Linked DNA regions of Mus musculus: region 1 is linked to region 2. The links are chromatin contacts, called in public Hi-C maps. All regions are on one chromosome and are shown on one strand. The core of a region is the stretch at or near the end of the contact, and the rest is flanking DNA. Distances in the headings are between cores, read along the strand shown.

Region 1 (3,338 bases), core at 173-2,672, 170 kb before region 2:
GTGTGTGTGAGTGTGAGTGTGTATGTTTGTATGTGAGTGAGTGTGTGTGTGTGTGAATTTTTCCTATGCTATCATGTAATACACTCCCCGGTTGTATAGATTTAGGAATCACATTTTTCTTTCCCTCCTAGCCCACTATGATGAAGACACCTTGGAGTCTAGGGAAGAAAAGCCAGTGGGTCAGGAAAGCGTCTATCTGTCTTTCCGCCCTCATAGATAAAGCAGGAATTTTCTGGTGGTCTCTCTCTCAGCTTCTGATGTTCAGAAAGATAACTGTGTACACCCCCGTCGGAGAAGACGCTGACTTTTGTGTGGTTCCTTCTTGTGCCTGTCTTTCCCCTTCAGGGTTTAACTGAGTTTCCGACGGCCTGTCTCCGGCTGTGATAAATCAGGGGTTTCTTTTTCCCACTCTGGACTCCATTATGACATCACAGTAGCTATACAAACCCCAGAGTGAAGCAAACAAAAGAATTTTTTTAGTTCTCCTTCATTCAATAAGGCTCCATTTTCTGTCACACGACAACCTTTTGACCTGCATCCTAATGGCTCTGGTCACTCAAGGGCAGAAGTCCGGCCATAGGTTAAGTCTGTGCGCGTTTATGTTGAGGAGGGGTCTGTTTGTGCTCACTTCCTGTTGTCTGCTGGCACAATGCCATTGCTGTTCCGGAGCCATGAGATTCTGCTTCCTGAGTGAGCTCTTTCCCCTGAGATGTTAAAAGGAGGTTGCCTGTCTTGTCTCTGTCCCTTCAGTTAGCCAGGCCTTTTTGTCTTGGCTGCAGCTGAGCTGACAGTAGAGCCATCTTACCTTGAGAGGCTTGGGGGCGGGGCGGTGGGGGGCAAGTAATGCTGACTATTTCGTCGCGTTGCAACGGTTTCCCCGCTTTGCATTTCTTAACACCTGCTAGCCTGAACATTGCTTTAAAATGTACAGCTTCTGTTTGGTTCCTTTTTAAATGTTCAAAGCAAAAGCAGAACATAAACAATAGGCATATCAGGTAAACGCAGACTATTTGGGCAATAGTCGGATTTAAATACAGATCTGCAACTCCTCTCTCTCTCTCTCTCTCTCTCTCTCTCTCTCTCTCTCTCTCTCTCTCCCTCTCATTCTGTCTTCTCTGCCCACCTTACCTGCTCCTGCCTTCCTCCACACTCTCCCATTCTGCTTCAAGGAGAGGAGCAGACTGACCACTGCTAGAATGAATGCTACCAAGCTGACCAGTCGCAGAAAGTGTTGAGGCATGTGAACAACGATCCATCCATGCAACACACTCATTCAGCCAGCCAACCCAGCTGGCCTTCATCCCTTCCTCTTTCAGATGGGCCCAGGTTCTACAGGGTAAAGTCACTCAGCATTCCCAAAGCAGAAAGCAGTAGGTAGAGCAGATGAGTGAAGACCAGCCTGGAAAGGATATAGCATTCGTCATCCCGCACAGGAGAGACGTGGGGGATCTGTTCACACTCCATCTCCTGTCTTACCGGGGAGGGGGGGGGGAAGGGTCTCTGTACTACCTATGGTATGTGAGCAGGCACTGCACACTTAGGGGAGCGCTGCTCTCTGGAGTCCCATTGTCTTCAACTAATTCTTTAAAGGATAACGCAGAAAGGATATTTAACTTGGTACATTTCCAAAACCAGTGATTTACTCTCTCCACTAGTTTCCCAGTCTATGCCCTCAAGATGGGCATAGAATTTATCACTTGGCCTCTTCTTGGCTATGTAGACAGACAATATGGGATCCTCCCTTCCTTCTTTTCCTTTTTTCTTAAACCACAGTTCCAAATTATGCATATTCCTCTGTTGTGCAATCTCATGTTCCACTCCCCCCCCCTCCATATGCTATGACAGATCACTACAGCAGACCATTGTGAATGTCCCCCGAGGTGGGAAGGCTGCCTTCCTGAAGCAGATTAGTGATCATCCTGGAGTGGTTCCATGTTCCTTTTTCCAGGAGCCAAACCCGGATGCTTTTTTTTTTTAAAGATACTTTTAAAAAAAGAAATGCAGGCACGAATATAACTCGAGGAATGTTATACTTCCTGGTACCAGCTGTTCATCAAATTATGAGAAGAAACAGGAGGATTTATGATCCTTGAAATTTCATTTGAGCCCATGTTGTCACAGGGGTACTTCCTACCATATGCTCCATCCTTTTTGCAAGGTCCCAAGAAACCCCCCCCCCCCCCGAGAGCATGGAGTCCCGAGGGTTAATTTAATTTTATCTGTTTTCTTCCCATGGTAGTGAGAGAGAAGCTGCCATAGAATCCTCCCATTCCTCTTATTTTTTTTTTCTTCACATATAAGTGGTTCTCTCCTTAAAAATATAAGATTCTCCTTCTCAGCATGGTCTAGGATTTCTTAAATTTTCCTTCACGTGACTGCATAAATATAAGATTATGTCATTTTCATAAAAATGAACACAAATGGGCATAACCATATTAAACAAATTTTGTCATTCAAAGAATGACAAATATGTTTTCCTTCCCTTGTGATTCCTAACATATATATGGATATGTAAAATAATGTATGCATATGACATAAAAATAGAAGAGAAATAGCCTAGGAGAATAAGAGGAATAATAGAAAGGGGGGAGGGCAAAAGAGATAGGGAGGGCATAGGGGGCAAGGTGATCAAAGTATGCTTATATACTTGTATGAAAATAGCTTTATGTAACACATGACCACGTATCATGACTATACACAAGGAAAAAAGTTTTTATATATGCATATTTATGTATGTATATATAAATGCATACATATATCTATATACACACATACATATACATACACACACATACACACATACACACACACAATGCTGTGGCTAAAGAAATGACTCAGCAGTTAAGAGCACTGGTTGCATATCTAGGGCACCGGGGTTCAATTCTCAGGATCTCTCATGTGAGGTCTGACAGCCTCTTCTGGTCTCCAAGAGCACCAGGCACGTATGTGGTGCATACATGCAGGCAGAACACCCATAGCAAACACAGAAGTGGATGCTCACAGTCAGCTATTGGATGGATCACAGGGCCCCCAATGGAGGAGCTAGAGAAAGTAACCAAGGAGCTAAAGGGATCTGCAACCCTATAGGTAGAACAACATTATGAATTAACCAGTACCCCGGAGCTCTTGACTCTAGCTGCATATGTATCAAAAGATGGCCTAGTCGGCCATCACTGGAAAGAGAGGCCCATTGGACATGCAAACTTTATATGCCCCAGTACAGGGGAACGCCAAGGCCAAAAAGTGGGAGTGGGTGGGTAGGGGAGTGGGAGGGAGGGTATGGGGGACTTTTGGGATAGCATTGGAAATGTAAATGAGGAAAATACCTAATAAAAATT
Region 2 (3,150 bases), core at 304-2,803:
ATGCAGTCGGCCCATTACAAAACTGTAGACCATTTCCATGCTTGGTACTTAAAAAGTGCAGGATTTCACTTTCGAGCTTATAACACACCCATTGTACTACTGGTTGTAAAACTTCTACTTGTAGGCAATCAAATCCAACAACACATAAGAACTACCAATGGCCCAAAAGAACCATAAACGTATTCACAAACCTAAGAGAGTTAAGATCTGAGAGAGAACAGTTAACCAAGCCGAGGTGCAGAGGTTCAGAAGGTAGGCAGAAACCATGCAGAGAAGCCAAGCAAAGCTTTTACCAAGCGCTGACCAAACCACCACCACCACACTTGGCATTATACAGGGGCAGTAGGGATCCAAAATCGTATCCTGGTGCTGTGAAGCAAGCAATTGACCCATCAATTCGTCTCCCCAAGCCCTTCTATGGAATTGGCCACAACTGTGCTTCTTCAATTGGTTTGGTCTGGTTTGGCTTGGTTTGGTTTATTAAAACAGGGTCTTTGTAGCCCAGGCTGGACTCAAACTCACTATGTAGCTGTATAAGTTCGAGGATAAACTTGAGTTCCTGATCATCCAGGCCCTACCTCCCAACTGCTGAGACCACAGGCATAGCATATAGCACCGCACCCAGTCCATAGGTGCACTTCCTTACACCTTCATAACTGTTTTCATGAAGCCCAGCTTTTCCCACACTCGTGAAGTCTTGAACTATTGCACAGTGCTTGAAGTTTGAGTTGTGCACAAGCAAGAAGTTTAGAGAAGGGATTGGTCATAGAGTGAAGAGAATCAGAGTACAGTCTGCAAGTCATTATGCCAAGCAAACTGAAGGAGTTTAGTCACAACCTCAATTCCACTAATACTCCTTTATTGGTTCTCATCAGAGACAAGGGGAGAACACAGGCAAAATTAAGATAAAAGCTTCTATAACCTCAATCAGTCACCTCTCTTAGGATTTTTCTCCTCCTCCACTTCCCCCCATTTCCTCTGAGGACATGCATTCCCAACCCTTAAGCTGTCCTGAGAGTTATGCACACTCTACCGCCTTACCCCTCTGGCAGTTTCTCTGAGGTAATAGCATCTGGAGCCAAGGCCAACATAAGAGAGGCCACAGGGGCCATTCCCCGGCAGCACTAAAACCCCCAGAATAGCAAGGTGTGTGTGTGGGGTGGGGGGGTGTTCATTTACTCCCTGTAAGTGGGCCTGTGGTGGGCTTTGGGAACCACATCTGTATGATGTCAAATGTGAAAGATGAAAAACAAGGAGACGAGTTTTGCTCAGCCTCCCCTTTCCCACAATTCCTTTCAGAAATGAAGCAGTTAACGCGGCTCTCCTCCTCTTGGCTGGAGCGTTCATGTTTTATTGGCACTGTTTTATCCCTTGAGACAATGGCAGATTGTTTCTGGTGTGCGCAGAAGGATCTTGTTCTGGCAGGCAGGCTTCCAGTCAACAAGCCCCACATCCTCTGCAAGAAGCCAGCATGTGCTTTGTTCCAACCTGACTGTCAAGTAGCTTTTCCCAGTCAGACTCCCAGCCCAGCCTGCCGGTGTCAGCGAGAGCTCTGACAAAACTGAAACCAAAAACACTCAACAGAGTTTCCAACCCATGCAAACCCAAGCCAGCCCGGTCAGGGAAGGAGGTGGCTACTGAAATCCTTCGGCTGAGAGGCTCTTCACAAGCATGCTCTGCTCACATTACCTGCTTAGAAAAAGCCCTCTTCCCCTCAGACCTTTGCCCTGCTTAGCAGCCTTCAAACATCGAGGATTGGGTAATCCTAACTGCAGCACTCGCTCCATCTTGAAGAGCTGCTCTGCCAGCAAGTAGGGAACAAATTTAAAACAATAAAGAACTCCCTACTTTACTTGAAAAGTCCATCACCACAATCAAAACCACCCTACCCATCCACTCACCCACTCAGGCTGTCTCCTCCTGAGCATCCGCTGCACCGTACCTAGGAAGGAGTCACCCAAGATAGCCACCATGAGTTGCTCTCTAGCGATTAAGAAATTAGAACTAAGAAGTACTAAATACCAAGACTTCCATTCAGCTATAGATCAGAAAGCACAAAATATTTGACTTTATTAGATCTTAACTTTTTTTTTCTAACCTGAGCACAGCACGCACGCTATCATAGAAGCGAGGCAGAGGCAGGACGTCTGCAAATTTCAACCCGTGCTGGGTTACAAAACAAGACCTTATCTGAGAAGAAAAAAATATATATATTGTATAGAGACAGAATTTAAAGATAAGGAAACAAACCAATCAAGGTTAAGGGTCTATCAGTGGTTATGTACTAGGGAAATGATAAAGCTGGTTATTAAAACCCATTTTCCAGTGGAGGAAAGACAAGTCTTTCGGTAGCAAAAGGCTCTCTCCGGTACCTTCAGAAGTTTGCATGACACTTCCTAAAGGTGGCTGTGCATCTTTCTTCCCTCTTTGTGTGTAGATGTATGTATTTATGTGTACTCATTGGAGGGTGTATGCGCACATATGTGGGGGAAGCCAGAGGACAACAGCTATCTCCTACATGGCTCTCTACCTTCTTTCAGAGATGGAGTCTTTCACTGGACATGGAATTTATCCATGGGGTGGACTGGTTGCCTAGCAAGCCCAAGCTTGGAAGCCTATCTCTCCCAAACCTCTTGCTTCTTGTAGTTCAAGACCACAACCAGGGTCACCTCGGGTGGATGGTGCCTTGCGTCTCCTCCTTTGCTCAGCTAGATGATACCCTGATGCGGAAGGAAGCTTTTGAGTAGTTAGTTGCTACAGTGAGTTGGGTTAAGGCCTTGGGGAGATGTTAAGATGGAATAAATGCATCTTGTATGTGAGACATTAATGTGGAGGAGCATGGATGGAATACTAAGGTTTATATGTGTCATTCCAGCCTCTAACGCTGACCATAGTAAAAGGTGGGACCTCGAGAAGGTGATTGGGCCATGGAGGTCCCTTCCTGGAGAATGGGATCAGGTGTCCTCATGATGAGCATGGCAAGGAAAGCCGGTCGTTCCTTACCCTTCAGCCTTCTTCCATGTTAGGGCACGGTAGGAAAGGAGGGCACCAAGCAGATCAAATGTCAATACCCTGCTCTTGAACTTCCTGATCAGCAATAGGCTGTCACAGCAGCACCAATGGAAACACACACTAAGGTATACTGTTCAC

The links. A called contact is a pair of places that touch in the nucleus more often than the background predicts.
Region 1: a contact with region 2 is called in a Hi-C map of uterus. The contact joins the promoter of 4930449E01Rik here to the enhancer-like site in region 2. A contact is called at or near these places in 5 of 39 promoter capture datasets (the 3T3-L1 cell line, 3T3-L1-derived adipocytes, embryonic stem cells and 1 more), 7 of 484 Hi-C or Micro-C datasets (the 3T3-L1 cell line, the N1E-115 cell line, cerebellar granule neurons and 3 more) and 1 of 115 datasets of contacts at active chromatin or transcription factors (craniofacial prominence).

Annotation. Positions count from the first base shown.
Region 1 is chr14:105,496,872-105,500,209 of GRCm38.p6, reverse strand. 4930449E01Rik (RIKEN cDNA 4930449E01 gene) reads right to left here and starts at 1,422. Exons shown (of 3, transcript NR_045921.1): 1 at 1,129-1,422.
Region 2 is chr14:105,327,039-105,330,188 of GRCm38.p6, reverse strand. No RefSeq gene overlaps it. Among named protein-coding and RNA genes, the nearest start is that of Gm24207, 52 kb to the right of the region's middle. Within about 2 kb of position 1,553, at least 217 of the 459 cell types and tissues checked have an H3K27ac peak or open chromatin away from gene starts, as enhancers often do. A contact at or near this core is called in 3T3-L1-derived adipocytes, the N1E-115 cell line, cerebellar granule neurons and 3 more, where this site is marked.